2 separate regions of the Rattus norvegicus genome follow, and region 2 is linked to region 1. A link is a contact called in public Hi-C data. All regions are on one chromosome and are shown on one strand. The core of a region is the stretch at or near the end of the contact, and the rest is flanking DNA. Distances in the headings are between cores, read along the strand shown.

Region 1 (6,971 bases), core at 2,474-4,973:
TAGAAACCTTTAGATTGTTTACCTGCATCTGGAGCCGTTTGATTTTATCATACAGCTCATTCTTTTTCCTTATCAATTTGTCCAGAGATACTAAGAGCAACAAGCCAGCAAAATAATTTTTCTTATTTTCCCCCAAATTGTACAAAACTTTGTATCCTGGATCACTTAATTTGTCGCCAGTCACTGTTGATGGAAGAAGATCATCAAAGGCGTTAGCTCCCTTAAGTTTGAAATAGTTTCCACTGTAGGCTTTCCATACTCTATGAGCTCCCAGGAACAAGAGTATCTGGAGAGCTTTCAGTAGTTGAAGGTGCTGGTGAATTAGAAAGTGTTGGCAAATTATTAAACCAATTCCAGATTTGTAAACAATTCATCCTTTATATTTCTGTTTCTCTAGAACCAATCCTGGTACCAACTTCTGTCTTAGGGTTCTCTAGAGTCTCAGAACTTATGGGAAGTCTCTGTATATTAAATGAATTTATTGTAATGACTTACAGTCTGCAGTCCAACTAACCCAACAATGGGCAGCCGTGGGTGGGAAGTCTAAGAATCTAGTAGTCGCTCAGACCTAAGAGGCTGTGTTGTTTGAGTGGGTCTTCTGTCGAAATAGGTTCCAACAGATGTGCTGGCAAGTAAGTGCAAGCAGTTGAAGAGTGAGTCTGCCTTCTTCCAGTGTCCTTATGGAGGCCTTGGCCCAGATTAAGGTGTGTACCACCAACCTGGACCTGGAACTTGCTTTGTCCCAGGCTGACCTTGAACTCAGAGATCTGCTTGCTTCAGTCTCCTGGGATTAAAGGCATGTACTACCTTGCTTGGGCCTAAGCTTTTCATGGCCACTATGCTTCAAGATTTCCATGTCAAGAGCCAGGTTAGAAATCTGTGTCTTCTAGTCTCGAGATCTGCATCACAGGCGTACCTTCCATTTCTGGATTGTAGTTCATTCCAGATGTAGTCAAGGTGGTAACCAGGACCAGTTGTCACACTGACTTTTTCACTTGGCATGTTTTCAGGTTAACTCAGGCTATCTTACGTATCAATCCTCAATTCCTTTTTTTCATGACTAAATGACTGCCATCCTTCGAAGCACATTTTCTTTATCAGTTGGTAGGACTTCGGGGTTGCTTCAACATTGGGGATGAGCCATATTTCTTTGAGTATCCATGCAGTCAGTACTATGTAATAATAACCATGCTTCCAGTTCTCTTAGGCGTTCATTTATGGGTGGAATTGCCATACGGTGACTCTATAGCTTTCTGAGGAACTTCTAGACATTTTACCTCAGCAGATCGGGGAGGGTTCTCAATTGTTTTCCAACCTCATCAATATCTTCTTTCTTTCCTCCGTCCCTCCTTTCCCCCTGTGCATGTGAAATTGCAATTACTTAAGTTTTTTGTTGTTATTGGATTGCTGTGTTTCCTTGTAAAGGCAAGAACTCAGCCTGGCTTTCTTTGCCATGCTAGATCCTAATCATTATTATTCTCTGACGCCCAGGGCGTGTTCAGAAATACCTGCAGAATGAATGAGCTTGGAGACCCAAGAGACATTCCTTGTTGCTTCCCTTCTGTAAGCCCAGGAACTACAGGGGCTGGGGTGGGAAGCTGCATTCTGACTGCCCATCCACACAGCCACGAGAGTGCCCCAGGATTGTAATAAGTGCACCATCCCGTGGCTTTTAGCAGTCTTACCTGAGAAGCTCCCTGCACGGAGACCAGCAGGACTTCTCATTTAACCAGCTCGGAATGGGGAGGAAGAGTCTCAAGTCAGCTGGTAGTCTAAGTGGTGTTGGGAGGGGGGGGGGGCGCTTTCTGTTCTGAACACGTTTTTCTAAGAGCCTGTGAACACTGCCTAATGAGAAAGCCATTCCTTCTGCGTGAAAATAGAAAAGAAAAAAAAAAAACAAAAAAAACCCAAAACAAAACAAAAGTTCCTTTACTGGAAACAGATGGGCCACATCAATTATACATTCAGAAGAACACAGAAGAGGCCAACTTGTCATGTACTGAAACAACTGTGTTTAGCCAAGTTCCTACTGGGAGTTCACGGACCGTTTAGCCGTTTAGACTCTCTTGCCCAGTTTTTATATTTCCCAGTGTGCCTGCCTCTAGGATTCGTAAAGGTGATGATAGAGGAGAGGTGATGGCTTCTTGATTTCCTGAGGCACACGCACTGTCCTGTAGACAAAGCATCTGTAAAAGAAAGAGTCTTGTGGATGATGTCTTGCTGACAGTGCCTCAGAAGGGTCAGGAGCAGGTGAGCGAGGGTGGCGTCTGCACTCTCATCCACCTCCGCCCTTTGTCAACATTTTACCTCAGGTTTTGCTGGGTTTGGAGCCTCCTAAGGACACATTTCTATCTTTATATTCTCTCTCTCCCTCTCCCTCCCTCCCTCCCTCCCCCTCCCTCCCCCTCCCTCCCTCCCTCCCTCCCTTTCCTTCTCCCTCCCCCTCCCCCTCCCCCTGAGGTGGAAAGTGCAGTGCAGCCCCCGAAGACCTGACTGATCTCAGTAAGCAGTGATTCTGTGGTAATTTTTCCCTTTAGAAACATAGTATATGTTCGTGACCCTGGGAAGGGTCTTGGATCCCCTGTCCTTGGACAGGAGAGGCCTTTGGGACAGTTCTAGGACAGCAGCACTGACCTTGTGCGAAGAAGGTTAAATGTTATTATATAGCAGGGAAAACAGAAAAGACAGAAAAAAAAAAAAATAACGTGCTTGTCATTGTCCAAATATGGCCTTCTTCAACTCTCGGTGCTATTTCAGCACTGTGGGGAAATTCCAGAAATCTCTCCCTACAAATATTTCCCTCACCTTATCTGCCTTTGCTGAGAATCCAAAGATAAGCTTGGTATCAGTAAATACCCGTGTCTGAGGAAGAGCAGCTCCAGCCCAGCGCTGGGCCCCAGAGAGCTCCATCTGACCTCGCCTGCATGCCTGATTGATTCACGTCTCTCCTAGGTCTTCAGCCACAAGTTAGTCTCCAGCCGTTCTTCCTAATGCCGTGACCTTTAATGCAGCTTCTCATGTTCTGGTGACCCCCATCCATAAAGTCCCATTCATTGTTGCTTCATAGTGTAACGTTGCTACTGTTATGAATTGTAATGTTAATTTTTTCGGAGATAGAGATTTGCCAAGGGTGTCGGGACCCACAGGCTGAGACCCACTGGTTAAGACAGCTGCCCTAGGACGAACGCTTGGGAGGTGAGATGCTGGCCTGCTTCTATGCGGGGCTGTCAGGTCCCTGAGCCCTCAGCTGAACTACCTGGAAAAGAAATTCTGCCCCTGGAAGCCTGGACTTCTATCTTTGCTTTTCTTGGTCCACCGAGCCACTGAGACAGACTCGGCAGACCCTGGTTTATACTCACAGTGCCAAGACACACATCCGTGGCTCTCTGTCCCTGTGTTTGGGTACATGACTAATCTTAAAGATTTTGCCCAGCCGAGCTCCTCTGCTTCTGACCAGAGCGTACAATGAGAGACATTGGGTACAGAAAGAAAACAGAATCATGTACAGCTGAGCTGCCTTAGCTCTTTTAACTCTCAGGGATAGCACTGGAGAGAAATGCCAAAATTCAGGCAGAATTTGAGTTTAATCTCTGATTGTGGTATGTTATAAAACTAGGCAAGATTGTAAATTACCAGGAATTTGGACCTGCGTGATCTGTGGGGTTACAGGGATGTGAGTCTGGGTGTATCCAGCTCGGATTGTTTATTTACGCGGAGAATTGAAGGAAGAGTTCAGAAACATCCTGTAACAGGATGTGTGGATGGGCCAGCCTGAGTCTGCACAGAGTGGAAATCTGGAGAGACTAGTATCAGCACTGCCCTCTAGTGGCTGTGTGTGGTTTTAATGACGAAAACACAGGGGCTCCTTCCAATTGTCCAGTTTACCTAAGCAAGCTTCCCAATTGTGTTTGGGAAAGATAAAGGGACGGGAGGGTTGGCAGAGTAGCAGGGAACAAGGAAAGTTAGCAAGGAGTGCTCAGCACAGGGGATCTGAAGAGATCTAGTCAGTCTGCTCCACTCACAGGATACAAAGACAGGCAGGTGTGTGTGTGTGTGTGTGTGTGTGTGTGTGTGTGTGTGTGTGTGTGTTTGTGTTATTCTAGCTACAAATCTTTATTCTGGATGGCTTTAAGGGCTTTCAGCTCCTTTCCAGCTCCTACTCCCATTGTTGGGTGAGTCACTGCAGAGTTGAGCGTGGCAGCTGGTGTTGCAGGTTAGACCAGGCTGGTTTATTGAACTTTCTAACCCTCCTCTGTGTTTCCTTTAGGGCTTTCTCCTCTCCTTGCACTCAGCTCCCCACAGAAGAGCTAATGGTCCAGTTCCTCAGGTGTCTGAGGAGCAGCCGGGGGTTAGAGTTGCCTCAGCCCTTAGGGAATGTCAGGAATGTTGAGACCGTCTGGCGCTGCTTCTCAGACCCCAGGGAAAGGAAGTTTTGGATCAGAGCTATGGAGGGAGCAGTCTTTACCTCTGACCACAGTTACCTAAAGATGTGGAACTGACCTCTGAACCCAAGGGTCTGCTGATGGAAATCCCCTAGCCTGTTCACCCGGAAGCAGAGGTCCCTGGGAAAGACTGCATAGCAAACTGTAGACGTATGGAATTATTTTACATCGAGTTCCTTATCCTGAGACTTCAGGGGCTGGGAAAAATGGGTATCTCTTTATGATCCATCGGAGCTCAAATGTTCCATGCTCTATTTGGTTTGCTAGGCCAAAGAAGTTTTGCTAACTTTTTTTTTTTTTTTTAATAGAAAAGGAGGAAAAAAATAGCCAGGGATTGACTCCCAAGTGTCACCACACAAAGGTGGTTCTGACTCTATGGCCCCAGTCTTGATTTGGTTACATTTGTATCTGCCTTTAACTCTCACAAGTATAAGGACAGCTATGGGCAGAGCCAGAAACCACATCAAAAGCTCAACTGCTTTTGCAGCAACCTTTGTGACAGCTAGAGTTGCTCAAGAAAATGATTTCTTTTCCGCGATGGACTCTGAGGCCTGTTTTCAACTCATGGGCTTTCCATGGAGACTTACTGTCACCCTCAACCACACTGCAACCTCATCACAACCACCACTCTGTCCCTGCCATGGTCTCTATAGAGACCTCTGTGGAGGGACACGTCACCTTGTATTCAGGAAGTGCGAACATTAACATAAGAGCGGGTGAGTGGGAATATTTGCTTGTATCTGGGTACAAACAGGAAAGGGTTTTATTTCTCCCCTGTAATTGCTACTAAGTGTATCCTGTCAAAACTCTCTGCCTGCCCCCTGCCAGTCGGCTTCCCTAGTGGCTCTCAGCTCAGTTCCCTGACTCCCGGTCTCCTCCAGTTTATTAAAACACTCGCGGAAATCTTAACTGGCAGTGTTCCTTTTAAACGTCTAAAGTCAGTTGCTTTCAAAGCCTCTGCCTCCTCTTCCAAAGACGTAGAGGTGTGATAATCCTTAGTATTAACATCCCACCACTTCCCTACCCCTCCACTCTCCGGTCTCCCCACCCCACCCTCACCCCACCCCCACCCCTCCAACTATCAGCCCTTGATGTAGGATCTGAAGGCTCTTCCTTGCCCAAGTGAGGCTGCTGTTTTATCTTTCTCTGTAGGTTTTAGCTGTATATTTGGCCAGAGTGACCACGCTTCTCCGTTTCTCTTCAGTTTTACATAGAAAATCTGATGACTCCGCCCCCACCCCCTTCCCGCCCTCCATTCCCCACAAGGTTTCCCCATGTAGCCTTGGCTGTCCTGGAACTCTGTCTGTAGAACCAGGCTGGCCTCGAATCCCAGAGATCTGCCTGCCTCCGCTTCCCCAGGGCTGGGATTAAAGGCGTTTGCCCCTGAGCCGCTTCACGTGCTGGTTCTTAGGAAGACTATCCCGCCAATCCGTGATGATGGATCCGAGATTCCGGGGTGCAGTGTTCTGATTCGTGCTGTGATGCACGCTTAATTGAAAAGCTTGTTGGCTTAAATCCAGGCCATATTTTAGGCTTCTTTGTAGTTGGTAAAAGCTATGAGGAACTCTTTGACTTTTGCTACTCCTGAGTGTCCAGCCTGGACAGCAGGCACATCCTCTCCACATTAGCTTGTCTCTCCTGTTCCTTCTGGCTCCAGGATCAGGCGCTGTCTCAGTTCAGAGACCGTGACTTCCTCCCAAAGTCACCCTTCACTCCACAGCATGGTGCTGACCATGTGGAAGGCCTAGTCCAGTCCTAGCAAGAAGAGAGTTTGGAAGGGACTTCAGCTGCTCTGCAAAATGCATCATCTTCTTTCCCTGAAGCCTTCCTCTTTCATCATCAGAGAACTGGGTCTACTGAAAGGTTGACTTCCTGCAATCCGAGTTCCTTAGCTCTGCGCGTTCTTTAAACATGGACCGTGGTGTAGAGTTTTATGGTGTTCTTAGGGACAGACCTTCCTCAGCAAGTCAGGATACTCAGTAAACAGTAAAGTAAGGTAGAAATAGCACAACAGCAGTATGTCTAATAAGGGAAGACTAGATCCTTCTGGTCAAAGGGATGAACTCTCTGGCTGGAGAGAGATCAGATAGTCCAGTTGAGTCAGACTTAACTGCTGTTCTTAAAAGGGTGGCAGGACCACCCAGGAAGGTAGACTCACCTGAAGCCATTCTTCAAAAGTAGGTAGAATAATTATCTCTAATTATTTAAGAGATTCTGTTCTTTTCTTTCCCAGAATTCCCGTTCCCTAGTTCAGGCCCTGTTGCATTTGGCCATCTTTCTAAGATGAAACTTTGCTGCTTTCTGTCTCCTGTTTTTATTTGGGATGTTGGTCAGAACCTAACGATGCTTCTTCTGGTTCTTGGGAACTGTGGGAGGAGTGGCTCTTCTTCCTGTGGCCTTTAAAGTCCCTATTCAGTGTCTCTCTTCATTCCCTCTTTTCCTGTCTGAGTCTTCATTTTTCCACTGAAATGGAGTCTACTCTTCTACGGTAAACCTTCCTTCTGAGGAGGCAGCTGATCTAGAGGAGGA
Region 2 (6,971 bases), core at 2,009-4,508, 97 kb after region 1:
CAGAGCGAATAACCCAGCCTACATTAGAAACACAAATGCATGTTCATCTTCATTACGTATATGGAAAAGAATTATTTGATTTACAGAGAAAAAGGGTAGCGTGTGTCAATATTTTAACTTTTGTATTTTCAAGCACAAGGTGATGTTTCTTCTGCTTTTCCTAGTTTTGTGTATGTCAGGATTGTCCGCCATTACCTGCATTTTTGCCCTTGTAGCCTTAGTCTAATTGGGTCTTATCCTAAAGTATTCAAACCATATCTTAGACTACATCTCGATCTACTACTTAGCTCTTAGGTTCAAGAAACGAATTAAAAAGTTGCAAAGAATTAACGACTGCAGAATAATTTATTTAGGAGCAGGAAAATATATCAGTCTCATTTACAGAGAGTGTGAGCATAGGTACTTGAAATTCTTTACCTAGCAAGCGTTAGATGGTACAAGCAGCTGCTTGACTGGCATGTTGTGATCTGGCTACTTCATGGTTTCAAATGTAGTGAAACATGACACATCCCCAGACAGTTAAAGGCACGGAATTGTTTTCAGCTCTTATACATTCAGAAGGGAAATATCCCATTAGACATGAAAGGCAGTTGAACTGACAGAGCTGGTGGTTAACTCATTAAGTGAATTAAAGTTTTGGGTCTATTGGGATATTTTTACTTGCTATTTTGATAAAATGGGAATTTGACAGTTGTCTCCAGGGAGCTAACTGTGCTGGGAGACCCTCCATAAATCATGCACAAACCAGTGTCCTGTCCTTCAAGATCAACAGCACAAGCCAAGATTGTGGTGGCTTCATAGACAATGGGGTAGCATGTAGAGTCGCTCTTTATGAAGTGGCCAAGTGGCACATTTCTTAGCTGCCTTCTGAAGGCAAGTGATGCCTCTCCTTTATGCTGCTCTTCCTATGTTCACATCCACAGCTTCTCCGGAGAACCAGAGACGTGTCTCTTTCCAAGTCAATATGGGAGGAGTTTGAGTCTGTCAGCTCTTTCTCTCCTATTACATCTTTACACAACAACCCAGGTGGTTAAATGGAAAGGCAGGGGGAATGCTCGACTTTAGTTGCGATCAAAGACATACCAAAAGTGAGATTCGTACATTGGCCTATCAAACTGGCAAAGACTTCGTAAAATTTCCCAATGCTCATTGTTGCTCAAAGGGCAGAGCTGCAGACTCAGATGGAGAGTGGCAAAACAAACTGCCCCGTTCGAAGGGGAGACTTTGACACTTCAAAACCTCAGCACACACTTACTGGGCAGGTGTGGTGGCTGCAAGTCTGAAGTCCCGGCGCTGGAAATGAGGTATTGTCATGAGTTCAAGTCCAGCCTGAGCTACATGGTGAGCTCCAGGATAGCCTGGATTATTTAGTTAGGCCCTGTCACAAACCAGACCAAACCAAACCAGACCAGACCAAACCAAACCAAACCAAACCAAACCAAACCAAACCAAAGCCTTCAACCCCCTGTCCAGTCCATAATTCCTTGATCAGAGAATTACTTTATAAGAAAGGTAACTGAGGAACTGACCAAGTGAAAAAGATGCTGAAATTAAATTGTGTCTGTTTTGTTGTTGTTTTCAGACAGGAGCTTTGGTTGTCCTAGAACTCACTCTGGAGACCAGGACTGGCCTCACTCTCACAGAGACCCGCCTTCCTCAGCACCCAAAGTCCCAGGACTACAGGCATGTGTCACCACTGCCATCTCTGAGTTGTGGCTTGTAATATAGGAAAAGGGGACAACAGCAGGGTACTAGCTTAAAAAACCAACCAACCAACCATGACATTATCCTATGGCATGATCTATAAGTCTAAACCAACGCTGGGGATGTTTTCAAGCATACACACAATCAATCAACAGATCATATACTATTTATTTATTGTATCAGTAAATAAATAAATAAATACATGTAAATAAATAAAGAAAATGTGTCCAAGGCAGATAGTCTCAGTGGGTGTGGCTAAACTATTCTAAACTTTGTATACATACAGAGGCACGGAAATCATTCTGAAAACACAGCTCCAAATTACCCTTGCTTTTCTCTGTGATAAGTTTTATGTTGATTTCAATTTTCTAGTTACTTGTATTAGATTTTCTACAGCGTGTGTGTGTGTGTGTATGTGTGTGTGTGTGTGTGTGTGTGTGTGTGTGTGAGAGAGAGAGAGAGAGAGAGAGAGAGAGAGAGAGAGAGAGGCTATTTCTAATTTAAATAGACCCTAACATACCTGGGAGGCTAAGTTGATGGCTTCCATTCTCCAGAAACCACTCTGTCCTCAGCTTCAGTGCCCAGGTTTTAGTTCAGCATTTGCTCATCAATAATAAAAAGAACCTCTCCGTGCTTCCTTGCATGCGATCAAGGCTCTCAGAGTCTGGCCCTGAGATGTAAGTGAATGTATTCTACGGGTCCTTCAGCAAAGGTTCACAGTGCTGCTCCCTCTTTTTTTCTTTTATATATGGCTGCCACACAGTTCTGAGACATGCAAGTCAGATGCTGAGGATGGTGGAGGAGTCCAGAAGAGGAGACTACTTAGAACATCATAAAAACATACGTTCGCATGTATTTACCACAGCATGTTGAATGCTATTTACATGACCTCTTTTCATCCAAAATATTCTCATTCTCTCTCTCTCTCTCTCTCTCTCTCTCTCTCTCTCTTTCTCTCTTTCCCCCTCCCTCCTTCCCTCCCTTCCTCCCTTCTTCCTTCCTTCCTTTCTTCCTCCCTTCCTCCCTTCTCCCCCAGACAGGGATTCTCTGTGTAGCCCTAACTGTCCTACGCTTTGTAGACCAGGCTAGCCTTGAACTCAAAAAACCTGCCAGGGCTGGGATTAAAGACATGGGCCACCACCAACTGCCAGCCCAACTCACAGTCTTCAATGCTGATGCTATCAATGTGGGAGTCACAGCTGTTTATATTTATAGATTGTCATAGTTTTCTTCTCTGGTGCTGTGATACAACACCGTGACCACATACAACCTGGGGTGGAGGTTTATTTTATCTTACACTTCTAGGTAACAGTTCATCACTGAGGGAAGTCGGGGCAGGAGCTCAGGGCCGGAACTTGGAGGCAGGAACTGAAGCAGAGACAGTGGAGGAGTGCTGTTTACTCTTTTGCTCCTGGCCTCACCTTTCTGATTCAGCTATCTTCTTTTTCAGCGTGGGCCCTACCTAGGGATGGTGTCTCTAGGGAGACTGGCCACAGTGGGCTGGGCCCTCCCACACTAATCATCAAGCAAGAAAAATGCCACAAAGACAGCCAGCTCCTCAGGCCAATCTGATGGAGGCATTTCCTCAGTTAAGTCCCTCCTTCGTTGGGTCACTAGTTAGTGTCAAGCTGAAAGGTATGTGTCTGTCTGGAGACTGAACCTACCCGTTATATAGTTAGGCAGGATTTCTACCATTGAGCTATTGTCAAGTCCTGTAATTCTTAATTCTATAAAATTCATCAAATGAATATGACTGATGTTGAAAATAATAATTTATTTTTACATCAATGCAAATGTGGCCTATTAAAGTGTGGAAGCTCTCTGTAAATAAATTTAGAGGTGAGGGACCCATGGTTAAATTGAAGTTCTTCATCTGGAATACATTGCTTGAAGAATTTTTATCAAGCAAATATTTTTTGAACTAATTTATGACCAGGAAAGAAAAACAGTATTGGACTATAAAGCAGTCAATACATGGACAGGCAGCAGAGTCATTTCTTGAGCACTGGTTCACACAGCTCTAGAATTAAGACAAACAGAGTAATTTGTAGGCTGTCAGGAGGGAGCATGATCCATTACTCCGTTTCAGGGATGCAGGACTTACGATCTGAGAGTGCATCCTTATGTGGCTAATTAGCAGCGCTGAGTGTTAGGATGCTTTGAGGATTTCAACTGTGATGATGATGAGAACTTTATTTTGTTAGAATTCCTTTGCAGAAAACTCACAATTTCTTGCAGTGCTCATGACATTATGGTCAATAAATGCACAATGTTAATTCCTCCCACAGTCTGACGTGAGATATTAGTAGACAGCAAAGTGTCCAGAGTAAGGAAACCAAAGAAAGTTTTAAGAGACCTATCCTCTTTTCAGTTTCCTTTCATTTTCTTTATCAATGCAAATGTGCATGTTTTCATCTCTGTGGGATTCCTTCCTCCCCACATTCCACAAGGCCAGAGAAAGGCACTGGAGCTCTTACAAAAGCCTCTCTCGCTACCATATTAGGAATGAAAATGTGTAGCAGACACCCAGGGCCGAGTCACGATAATCAACAGGGAATGTCTGTGCCTTCAAGCCAAATGAATGCAGAAAAATGATCAAGGCAGCAAAATAAATAATAAAACTGAACCTTGGCTTTAGCTTATGGTCCTGTTAGCTATTCCACTCTAATAAGGATGCTCTGGAAATTTCTATACCTCTTTGCCATTCAGGCATAAGCATTTAGGTATGTCTAATTCTACTGTGGATTAAAGTCTCTCTGGTCTAATAAGCACATCAAAAAGAAATCAGCGATCTTTGCTCTATTAAAAACATAAATATTTTTGTATGGTCACATCCTTTATAGATCTACCATGATTCCAAACTGATTCTGTAATGAATAAATACACTTGAGGATTTTTTTATTTTCTTCCAGTGCTAGGCATTGAACCCAGGGCCTCACACCTCGAAAGCAAGCAGTCTACCACTTGGCTTTTGAAAAGGTTGTGCTAACAGCCAGGCAGTTACCAGGCAACTTTCTGGTTGCACTGTTTTTGCAACAGGTGAAATTGGGTAAGATTAATTACATTTTCCTTTCTCTTGCATGGCAGTTCATCTATCACATACTTGGCGAGAAATAAGTTTTTAATTAATACACGTGCCGAATCAATATATGTTTGAACGTGGCAACTCTGGACTCAGAGCAAGGCACAAAATGGGGGTTTTATATGAAGGTTGAGCAATTATCTAGCAGACGAAATAGACTACGGTGGGACTAACTGCCCACCTTATTAAGACAGTAATGACTACACCTGAGAGCGGGGCGCTGTGATGATGAGAAATTTGACCTTGCGGCCACGTTCTGTACATTTTAAAGGAGGCAGAGGTAAAAAAAAAAATGAGATCAGAGAACAGTGGTTTCATAAATCAAGACAACCAATGACGGGAGCACGGGTGAGTGCATAATTGTAGACTGAGGATGAAGCAAAGAATTTAAAGCTATTACAAAGTAATTTGTGTGCCTTAACTCTCTGGGAAATTATAATTATCAGAGAAATAATAGATCCATGCTCCAACTGCCTCTGGCCTTGTAAGAGAGACAAAAGAAAGAAATAAAGAAAGAAATAAAGAAAGAAATAAAGAAAGAAAGAAAGAGAGAGAGAGGAAGAAAGAAAGAAAGAAAGTAAGGGAGAGAGAGAGAGAGAGAGAGAGAGAGAGAGAGAGAGAGAGAGAGAGAGAGAAAGTGTGTGTGTCTGCTAAATTTGGAGATGTGGGGTCAAATTCAACAAGTGATCCAAAATCAATCAGATATCTTTGTATGTTTATGTATGATAATTTATAAACCAAGTTTTTCTGGCCATTATCTTTTCTGGACCCTTAGTAGAATTATGAAGAAGATTCAGTATCCCCTAATCTGTCAGAGGGCTTGGCTGAGTCCCCTTGTTAAGTCTCATCGAGTGTGTGGATTGGCTCTGGAATCCTTGCTGACCCTTCTCATGACCTTCCTTGTGACCCTTCTGAAGCCACATCAGTTGATGCCCTGGAGGGCTCTTTCTTTCCTCTGCAGTAAGACTTAGGACAGCGTCACAGCTCATTCCTTTGCTTGTTCAGCTTTCCGTTTGTGCAGTTTCGGGGTTTTGTGTAGTTGCAGGGCTCACAGAGCGGGGGGGGGGGGGGGGGAGGGTAGTGGTGGGGGGATGTCAGGCCAGTTTTGCATTTTGACTTGAGGAGGCCAGACTGCAGGTCAGTATAGCTGACTGGATGACAAGTGAGCAGGGCTTGGGAACGGTGCTCAATCCCTGGCTGCTACTGCCACCTCCTGTTGAAACCGCTCATCTTGAACTGGCTCTCTGTACATCTGCTTTGAACTCAAGTGTCCTAGGCCAGGCTCAAAGGATTCCAGCTGAGAAGAATGTTCTCCTTGTCTTAGACGTTCACTACCCAATGTGTTCTGGAATCAGCAACTATTAGAAGGCAGTGTGAACCAGTCTGAGGCACTGACACTGTTGTTTGTAGGGAAAGGGGCCTGGAGGAAGAGGTCACAGTTAAAAGTAGTTCTGTGGCTAGGATAGGAAAAGAGGGACAGCCATGTGTCCACTTATCCAGTTGGAGGATGCTAAACAGAGAGCAAGCACTTCTGCTCTGAGAATAAGTACCCTAGAAAATCAGGTTTTCTTCTCGCTTTAGGGAGAGACACTGGAGGAGCTAGGATCTACTTTGGATCAAAGCAAAAAACAAAAGACGATCTTCTGTGCTGCCAATAGAGAGAAGCCACCTCATGTGAGGTCTACAGTCTTGATGGCAGTGCTCTGCAAGAAGATAGACTCTCCTCAGGCTAATGTTTCCCATTCTGAGAGTATGAGTGGGGAGCCATCTTGCTGATATGCCAATGAGGGTCAGTAGCACAACACTCAAGCTGCCTGTCTCTTTGGAGCTTCTCAGGCCACTGGACTGGTCTGGAAGTGGGGCACAGGGGTGGTGAGACTGCCACTTGGTGCTGAAGAGCCATGGGGGGAGGGGCTGTGTCCCATCTCTTCCACTGAATCCCCCTCTGTATTTGGTGATAATCTTTTTTTTCCTCAGAACCATCAGAATTTTTTTTTGTGAACTGATTTTTCTCTTAAGATAACTTATGATGTTAAATTTAACTTTGTTCCTTTATTAATGGGGGAAGTGCACAGAAAAATAATGAGCCACAAGTCCGAATCACCTCAAGGGGAATTCCAGAGATAAATCTAGAGAAAACAGTGAGTCATGGTGGAGTTACAGAATACAAATCACCTGACTGCTT

Evidence for each region. A called contact is a pair of places that touch in the nucleus more often than the background predicts.
Region 2: a Hi-C map of the A7r5 cell line shows a contact between it and region 1, with 6 times the contacts expected there. The contact joins two enhancer-like sites. A contact is called at or near these places in 11 of 12 Hi-C or Micro-C datasets (the A7r5 cell line, the Rat2 cell line, Schwann cells and 6 more).

The regions. Positions count from the first base shown.
Region 1 is chr7:45,639,003-45,645,973 of GRCr8, forward strand. No RefSeq gene overlaps it. Among named protein-coding and RNA genes, the nearest start is that of Pawr, 110 kb to the left of the region's middle. Within about 2 kb of position 3,724, at least 20 of the 93 cell types and tissues checked have an H3K27ac peak or open chromatin away from gene starts, as enhancers often do. A contact at or near this core is called in the A7r5 cell line, where this site is marked.
Region 2 is chr7:45,736,918-45,743,888 of GRCr8, forward strand. The region is part of intron 9 of Syt1 (synaptotagmin 1); the gene reads right to left. Among named protein-coding and RNA genes, the nearest start is that of Brcc3dc, 160 kb to the right of the region's middle. Within about 2 kb of position 3,259, at least 8 of the 93 cell types and tissues checked have an H3K27ac peak or open chromatin away from gene starts, as enhancers often do. A contact at or near this core is called in the A7r5 cell line, where this site is marked.